Linked DNA regions of Sus scrofa: region 2 is linked to region 1. The links are chromatin contacts, called in public HiChIP or PLAC-seq maps. All regions are on one chromosome and are shown on one strand. Each heading gives the region's core, a stretch centred on a gene start, on an enhancer-like site or on the middle of the called end of the contact. The rest is flanking DNA. Distances are from core to core; before and after follow the strand shown. Region 1 overlaps SGMS1 (sphingomyelin synthase 1). Region 2 has its middle 88 kb from the start of MINPP1.

What was found. HiChIP or PLAC-seq counts read pairs in DNA pulled down with a chosen protein or histone mark.
Region 2: a contact with region 1 is called in an H3K27ac HiChIP or PLAC-seq map of alveolar macrophages. The contact joins two enhancer-like sites. A contact is called at or near these places in 2 of 2 datasets of contacts at active chromatin or transcription factors (alveolar macrophages and skeletal muscle).

The regions. Positions count from the first base shown.
Region 1 is chr14:99,198,417-99,203,149 of Sscrofa11.1, forward strand. All of the region lies in intron 1 of SGMS1 (sphingomyelin synthase 1), which reads right to left. Among named protein-coding and RNA genes, the nearest start is that of SGMS1, 16 kb to the right of the region's middle. Within about 2 kb of position 2,060, at least 4 of the 83 cell types and tissues checked have an H3K27ac peak or open chromatin away from gene starts, as enhancers often do. A contact at or near this core is called in alveolar macrophages, where this site is marked.
Region 2 is chr14:99,483,665-99,488,397 of Sscrofa11.1, forward strand. No RefSeq gene overlaps it. Among named protein-coding and RNA genes, the nearest start is that of MINPP1, 88 kb to the right of the region's middle. Within about 2 kb of position 2,762, at least 3 of the 83 cell types and tissues checked have an H3K27ac peak or open chromatin away from gene starts, as enhancers often do. A contact at or near this core is called in alveolar macrophages, where this site is marked.

The DNA.
Region 1 (4,733 bases), core at 810-3,309:
GACAATTCAGCTGTTCTTTTTCTCATTGCGTGTCAGGCACACAAACTTGGGTTCAGCAACAGAAGCAGATACAAGACAAGCCCTCCCCCTATTTGCCCAGAAGTAGGTCATGAATTTGTCAAAGAATTTCCTCTCCCTGCTCTACCAGGAAGGACAGAACTTGACCACTAGAGACAACCTAAGCGTCTAAAGACTTATCAGCCCAGGGTGGCACTGGACGAACCTTGGTAGCCCTTATCTACTACTAGTTTTCTCATATACTTGCCTTCTCACATTTGCTTCCTCAAGAAGCTCAAAGGTTTGATCACTACTCTAAAAATTGATTATTCTTTTAAGATGCTACATAAACCCAAGTTCTTACCAGCCCTTTGAGCTACTGATCACTAATTCTCCCCTCATATGTATATGCTATAAGCATTATTAAACTTGCTTGCCCTTCTCTTGTTAGTCTGTCTTCTGTCGGTCTAAGATATGAAACCCCTGCCAAGGACTCTTAAGATGAGTAGGGGAAAAAGATCTTTCCCCTCCTTACAGAATCTAAAAGCAGAATTTCTATTGTATTTTTAGTCACACTAAATGGTGCTTTTTAAATACTAAAGCAATGATGAGAATAATAGTACTATAAAATCTAGATACATTTTATATACAGTAACCATTTCTCCAGATTTTCTAAGGCAGCTCAGATTTCAAATATATTTTTCTCTTATACACCATCAAAATGTCCTAGAAGGTTTAATATTTCATTTTCTAAATTACTTCTCTCCCAGAAGTAATGCTGCCACTACCTAGAAATTGTTGGAAATTTTTAGTTAGATGTGTGCTGATGATTTTACTCAGAAGCATTACTACTTTTAATAACCTAAAGACTTTGGAAGCCTGGGGCCCTGATCACCATGCATAATAATAAGATAAAACTAATTTAAAGTATATTTAAATTGGGAATTGCCTAGTGATGGTAACATTAAAAGTAGGCTAAAAGAAAAGAACACAATTTCTTGGAGTTCCTGTCGTGGCTCAGTGGTTAATGAATCTGACTAGGAACCATGAGGCTGTGGGTTTGATCCCTGGCCTTGCTATGAGCTGTGGTGTTAGTCACAGACTCGGCTCAGATCCCGAGTTGCTGTGGCTGTGGCCTAGGCCGGCGGCTACAGCTCCAATTAGATCCCTAGCCTGGGAACCTCCATATGCCATGGGAGGGGCCCTAGAAAAGGCAAAAAGGCAAAAAAAAAAAAAAGAACACAACTTCTTAATATAAGATAAAAAACCTTAACTCGAGTGAAGTTTTATTGTCACTGAGGATTAGAAATCTCCAGTAGCTGGGAAACCAAAGCTTTTTCATTTCAATGAGAAGAAAAAAAAAAAAAAAATCTACCAAATCTCTCCTAAATCTACACTTAGAAAAATATACTTAACTCACTGAGGTAAGAGGAGAGCTAATTTAAGGAAGATGACCCTGGGGACTATCACCATGTTTCAAAATTAGCAGCAACTGATAGGCCTGGAGAGAGGAAATCAAGTTCAAGTCTACAGTCCCAAAATAAATGCCTAATACTACTTTAATAATAGCTGGATAAGTTTAAACTATTTTCAGACTAGAGACCCTCTAAAGGGGTAAATTCTAAATTGATGACACCTTAAGGTACACCCTGTGGTCTTCGCCATGTTCTAGTTTTCCCCCATAAATTTGTCCCCTGACAGTCTCCTTTCCCTGGGCTCCTGGATTTCAGGGAAAGCAAGTGTTAATTAAGGTGTCTTTACCTTCACCTCCATACTCAAAAAAGATGCATTAAGCATTTTTTTCTGACAACAATTATACCAACTCTTAAAAATAAATATCCATCAACTCATCAGCTTTTCTCCCGTTACCACTGACCATGACTTCTTGGTTCTATCTATCTGATAATTTCCCAAACCTCCAGGGCCCACCTTCACCGAGCTCCTTTATCAACTGGCCAATGGTCAGTAGCACCAAAGCTCCACTGCACAGAAGGATGACGCTCACCCATCACACAGGTCAGCACTGAAGCACAGGCTCAGGTTGTTGACAAAGGGACTGCAGATCTAGCCTTGGACTAAGGTAGGATACCACCAGGGGGCAGCAGAAAGTCTATGAAATTATAGACTCATCACAGCACCTTAACCCCAAATTATGAAGGATTTTGGAGACAGAGATCTCTAATAGAGATCATGTGCCTAAGCAATACAACTAGGTATGGAATTACAGGGACTAGAACACCTTTTTTTTTCTTCCCCCTAATCCATAAATTGATGCTCCTTCCCTTATACCCATGACTCTAATGTGTATCTAGTGACTCCATAATGAGCAACACAGCCATTTCCACAGTTCTCCAGGCAAACATACGGCATATCTGAACTATCCTAAAGTCACTTAAACAAGACCATGTCTAGAGTGTAGGACCTCAAAGAAGTATAAAAGTCTACAATTAAAGAGCACACAGTTTATCAGAAGCACTAACCTTAGACAATCACTAAAATATTTATAATGGCTTGATATAAAAAATGTAAAAAGCTTTATTTTCTGGCTTCCAAAACTATAACTTAATGCAACAAAATTAGAATCTTGCAGCTAAATCAATGACGATAGCTGAACCATAAAAATATTATGTAAAATTACAGAAGTTGTAAAATTAGTTAACTTTTTTAAAAGGCATGATAAAATTAAAAGATCTGAACAAGGACAGTTAAGGCTAGTATGCATTAGATGAAATAAGTTCTTTACTCTTATAAAGCTTTGAACATGTATCACTGTTATATTGTACTAAATTAAGTTCAAAATGAGTCATATGTAAAGTGTTCTCTCAACTCAATGCAAGTTCACAGGCATTTATGAAATATCTAACATCGACCCACATGGGAAATCAGATAACCATAAAAAGACCAACCAAAATAACCCCATAAGTGAAATTAAAAGACAAAACTTTTTTTAACCTGTCACAGACTGCAAATATGAAGAGTTCTTAAAAATCAGTTAAGAGGGAGTTCCCTTCGTGGCTCAGCGGAAATGAACCCGACTAGTATATGAGGACTTGGGTTCAATCCCTGGCGTCATTCAGTGGGTTAAGGATCTGGCATTGCTGTGAGCTGTGGTTTAGGTTGCAGACATGTATCAGACACCGCACTGCTGTGGCTGTGGTGTAGGCGGGCAGCTACAGCTCTGATTCAACACTTAGCCTGGGTACTTCCTCATGCCTTGGGTACAGCCCTTAAAAAAAAAATCAGTTGGGAGTTCCCGTCGTGGCGAAGTGGTTAACGAATCCGACTGGGAACCATGAGGTTGCGGGTTCAGTCCCTGCCCTTGCTCAGTGGGTTAACAATCCGGCGTTGCCATGAGCTGTGGTGTAGGTTGCAGACGCGGCTCGGATCCCGCGTTGCTGTGGCTCTGGCGTAGGCCGGTGGCTATAGCTCCGATTCAACCCCTAGCCTGGGAACCTCCATATGCCTCGGGAGCGGCCCAAGAAATAGCAACAACAACAACAACAACGAAAAGACAAAAGACAAAAAAAAAATAAAATTAAAAAAAAAATCAGTTAAGAAGACTTTAAACAAAGATTACAAATAGGCCAATTACATACACACATGAGAAAAGGAGTCAAAACAGTCAATCTCACAAGTTAAGGAAAAAGAAAGATAAAATCAATAAGGTGCCATTCTTCAGCTATTGAGTTGAAAAAGAACCATCACTTAAAGAAAAAAAAAAAAGTAGTGTTATCAAGGGCCCAAGTTCTGCCAATTGTACCTCTGAAGTACATCCTGAGTCCATTTACTTCGCTCTACTTCAGGTACACACCATGGTTGAGCCAACCCCACATTTCATTTGAGTTACTACCACAGCCTCCTTGATGATGTTCCTGTACTTACTGTCCCACCCAAAGGCCAAGTGCATTCTCCATAGAATGTCAAAGAGAAGTTCTTAAATTGTGTGAGTCCCATCTCTGAAATCCTGCATTTTATCCCACTGCTCTCTGAATGATACCCACACTTAATTGTTACAGAGCTTAAAAGATATAACTTTGTATGGCCAAGTACCTCCACCATACAGAACTATGTCAACCGCACTAGTCTATGTGTAGTTCCTAATCACTTCAGGGCCTTTGAACAGGCTGTTACCACCACTCAGAATACTTTCATCCTATTCTCTCTTCACAGCTGGCTTCCATTCAGCTTTCAGGCCTCCACTCTTAGGTACCTCTCCACCAGCTCTTCCGTGGTCATCCTCTTTCCTACGTCATCTTACTTGTTGGTGTCTTTCTGCCCTACCAGAACAGAAGCTCCACGATGGACGGTCTCTTGTGTTTTTTCATGATTGTATGTATTTCATGTGCTCAGGATCTAGCACAGACTAGGCACTCAGTTTAAGTATCTGTTTCATGAATGAAAAAATGCTAGAGAAGGAAGGTAGTTAACTATATTTGATTCTAAGAACATGGGTCTTAAGCCCAGGCTCTTCAGTGTGAAGCAGACCAGACTACTCTAAATAAAACTCATTTATTCTCTTTAAAACTCCCACCCATAAGAAAAGAATAAATCCATTTTCCATTTCATCAAAAAATATTAAAAAATAAGTAATCACCTAAAAAGAAATTTAGCTAGGATGTTCAGATGGGAAAACTTTCTTTAATCATACTATTTTTTCCTTTTAGTCTCACTTTAGTAGGAGAAAAAAATAACATCGAGCCCTGTTGGCCTCTGTAGGAGCTTGATTTCTCAAACAT
Region 2 (4,733 bases), core at 1,512-4,011, 290 kb after region 1:
TGTGTTCCCCCCAAATTCATATGTTGAAACCCTAATCCACATGTGATGGTATTAGGAGGTGAGGCAAATGGGAAGTAATTAGGTCATGAGAGTAGGGCTCTCAAGTTTGGGATTAGTGCCCTCATAAAAGAGACCCCAGGAGTTCCCTTCGTGGCTCAGCAGTTAATGAGCCCAACTAGGATCCATGAGGATGTGGGTTCGATCTCTGGCCTCACTCAATGGGTTAACGATCTGGCATTGTCTTGAGCTGTCTATGAACTAGGAAGCATGTTCCCACCAGACATTGAATCTGCTATTGCCTTGATCTTGGACTTTCCAGGTTCCAGAACTATGAGAAATAAATGTTAGTTGCTTAAACCACCCAGTCTATGGTATTTTTGTTATAGCTGCCAAAACTGATGAAAACAGTCATCTTGTAAAATCCTGAGTTAAAGTCTCCTTCTAGTAAAATACATAGTTCTGATCTAGATCACTCTCTAATTATCTCCAACGTCTAGAGAAGATCTACCTAGTAAGCTGCCTTGTTACATGCAAGCACCTTAAAGAGACCCATTCCTCCCTGAGTAGGCTGAATGGTACACAAGTAGAAGAGGAAGGGCCCAGAAATAAAGTCACTTGAAAGAATCAACAGAAGTAAAAATATTAATAAAGAAATCAGAAAGGGCAGCACTGGCCATCACACATAGCTGCAAGCAAGTTCATCCTACATATAAGGGTGAGAAAATCCAAATGCTTGCCATTTGGGGGCTTAGTCTATTAAAAAAGGGAAAAGTTTAAAAATAATAAATAATTTAAGTCTTAAAAATATGTATTATGATGTGCCAAGTATCATGTGCTAGGTGCTGGGGAGAGATCAGGAGAATAAAAACAAACTAAAAATCTCTATTCTTTTGGAGTTTTCAGTATAATGAAAAAAAAAAAAGCAATAAATAAATTTAAAGAAGTTCTCGGAGTTCCCGTCATGGCGCAGTGGTTAACAAATCCGACTAGGAACCATGAGGTTGCGGGTTCCATCCCTGGCCTTGCTCAGTGGGTTAAGGATCCGGCATTGCCATGAGCTGTGGTGTAGGCCAGCAGCTATAGCTCCGACTGGACCCCTAGCCTGGGAACCTCCATATGCCGAGGAAGCGGCCCTGGAAAAGGCAAAAAGACCAAAAAAAAAAAGAAAAAAAAATTTAAGAAGTTCTCTTGTGGTACAGTGGGTTAAAAATCTGGGGTTGTCACTGCAGTGGCTTGGGTCACTTTTGTGGCACAGGTTTGACTCCTGGCCTGGGAACTTCCACACATCAAGGGCGTGGCCAAAAAAAATTTTTTTTAAAGGAATACAGTGTGTATTGATGGAGATGAGACTAACAGGAAAAATCAAGCAGGAAAGAAGGAATTCTGGGGGAAAAGCAGGGTCAATGTCAAATGGGATGGTCCGTGAAGTTCACACTAAGAAAATGACATTAAGATAAAGACCCGCAGGAAGTAAGGTAGTGAGCCATTCAGGTGACCAAAGGCAGAAGGAAAAACAGGGCAAAGCCAGGCAGAAGGACCATACCTGTTTGAGAAAAGAGAGGGGACTGGAGCAGCTCGAGTGGGCTCTGTATGGAAAGCAAGGATAAATGAGGTCTGAGAGGTGACTGGATGGGGAGGATAGGCCAGGAAGCATGGTGAGCACTGCCCAATGTTTTAGTGTACAGCTGGGCTAAGGAGGGACGTTCGTGGACCAGCAGCATTGGTATCACCTGTGAGCTTATTAGAAATGCAGGCTCAGGCTCTGCCTTTGAAGCAGAACTTGGGTTTTTACAAACTGTCTTCGATGTTTGAAAGTGTCTGTCTTCTGGGCTGCATTCCTCTCTGGAGGCTCTAGGAGAGAATCCATTTTCCTTGATATTTTCCAGCTTCAGAACTTGGATTTTTTTTTTTTTTTTGGTCTTTATTTTGCCTTTTCTAGGGCCGCTCCTGCGGCATATGGAGGTTCCCAGGCTAGAAGCTGTAGATGCCGGCCAACGCCAGAGCCACGGAAACTTGGGATCTGAGCCGGGTCTGCAATCTATATACCACAGCTCATGGCAACGCCAAATCCTTAACCCACTGAGCAAGGCCAGGAATGGAACCCACAACCTCATGGTTCCTAGTCGGATTCATTAACCACTGAGCCATGACGGGAACTCAACAATGATGGTTTTTGTAGAAAATGAAAAGCACTGGTATAGAAACTTGTGGATAAAGCAGGACTTTATATTGTATATATACATACATATATATATACACACACACATATATAAATATACACACACACACTTATATCCTATATATACTTACACACTTTCCATCTATCTTTAACCTTACAACTCATTGAAGCAGATACTGCCATTACCCCCACTTCACAGATGAAGAAATCATTAAACAATACAGTATACAGTCAATGTAAAATTTCAAGAATATTACAACCAGTTGGTTTTAAGCAGCACAAATGGAAAGAGAAAGAATTTGGTGTACTCCCAGATGTCTGGCTAAAGCTCTGTCAGAGGCAAGAATTGAATGGGCCCCAGCACCTCTGAGCTCCTAGCTCCCCCCAACACACCAAGAGAAGCTGTCACAAGAGCAAAGACATTTTGATTGCCCCAAGGAGTGAGTGTGTTTTTTTTCTTCACAGGGGAGAGTTGAATCAAGGGAAGTTGGACACAGTCCATCTTTGCCCTACTTCCTGCTTCCTTCCTCACCAATTTCAAGCCATTTAGGTTCTGGACACCAGCTTCCTCTTCCTTTGATTAAGGCTGGTTGCCTCATCCACTTTGGCCAGAGATTGGTTGCTTCACATCTTTCGGTTGTCACGTCCGCCAGCAGATTCAACTCTTTATATTTTTTCATATTTGACTGAGAGTCCCTTATGGAACATAACATTACTTTTTGGTCTTCTGTGCCTAGGACAGAGGCTGAGATTGAAATGTTTGAAAGGAATTGGATGTCCATCTGCTGGGGCAGACTACAGGTGGGCCACGAGAGATTCTCTTCTCAGATCTTGCAGTCAGGCAACTCCACTGTATACAACTGTTATGTTTCAAAGTTTGGTGGTAGGGGGGAACTGGGCTAGCACTGTAATTTTCTTTTAGGAGTCTTCTGAATTTGCTCCCCTTTGTAAGATGTTGCATCATCAAATCAAATAAAGTCAAATAAAGTGTAGCTGGTCCTCTGTATTGGTAGGCTCTGAATCCACAGATTCAACCAACTGCAGAGGGAAAATATTAAAAAAAAAAAATTCCAGGGAGTTCCCACTGTGGCTCAGCGGAAATGAACCTGACTGGTATCCATGAGGATGTAGGTTCAATCCCTGGCCTTGCTCAAGTGGGTTAAGGATCCAGCCTTGCTGTGAGCTGCAGTGCAGGTCGAAGATGCGGTTCAGATCCCGTGTTGCTCTGGCTGTGGCATAGGCCACAGCTGTAGCTCCAATCTGATCCCTAGCCTGGGAACTTCCATATACTTCAGATATGGCACTAAAAAGACAAAAAAAAAAAAAAAAAAAAAAAATTCCATAAAGTTCCAAAAAGCAAAACTTCAATTTACCATATGCTGGCAATTACTTACATAGTATTTCACATTGTATTTACAACTATTTATATAGCTTTTACATTGTATTAAGTATCATAAGTAATCCAAAGATGATTTAAAGTATACAGGATGATGTGCTAGGTTATATGCAAATACTATACTTTTATATTAGTATTTGAGTATATGAGTATATAGCATATGAGTACATAGCATATGAGTACCTGTGGATTTCAATATCTTGAGGGGTCCTGGAACTAGTCCCCCATGGATATCAGTGGACAAATGTATGCCCATTCAGTGTATTTGTTCTTCAGTCCTTACTAGGGCTGGGGAACTTCACTTCTTTCTGGGGTGTGAGGTACAGGGAAAATAGCTTTTATTTCACCTCTATAACAATGCTATGATTCTGAATTTAAAAGACCATCACACAGGACTGTTGGTTGGTTATTTTACATCTATTCTACCTTTCCAGGAGAGAAAGTAAATAACTTTTGAAACTTCATTTTTTTAGCCCTGGGAGTTTTTACAAATAAAATGACACGTGTTAAGACAAATTACTTGCCTAAAAATCTGTCACTAACATCAGTTTTGCATAAAAACTATTCAGCAACTGTTACAGTGGCATTTCTTTGTTGGTGGTAGAAATAATGTGTGAGTAGCTATGCTAATTTAGAGGCAATTTTCAAGTTTCATGACTACTTCTAAAAACTATGAGTAGTTCAATAGAGAATATTTGCAAGGGGGTTGTTGGTAGACTTGTTGATTTATTATATCTTGACAGACTGATATGATTGAAATGAATTAAATATTAGACATCTTAATATTTTACATGCTATATGTCATCACAATAGCCAAGTACATAGATCATATTATTGCATTTGGATTTTAAAAGATTGCTATTCTGATAAATACCATTTCATTATTATCTGCTTTGCTCTGTCAAATTAAAAAATATAGTACAGAGTTCCCGTTGCAGCTCAGCGGTAACATATCCGACTAGTATCCACGAGGATGTGGATTTGATCCCTGGCCTTGCTCAGTGGATTAAGGATCTGGTGTTGCTGTGAGATGTGGTGTAGGTCACAGATGCGACTTGGATCCTGTGTTGCTGTGGCTGGCAGCTGTAGCTCCGATCTAACCTCTAGATTGGGAACTTTCATATGCTGCAAATGCAGCCCTAAAAAGCCATAAATAAA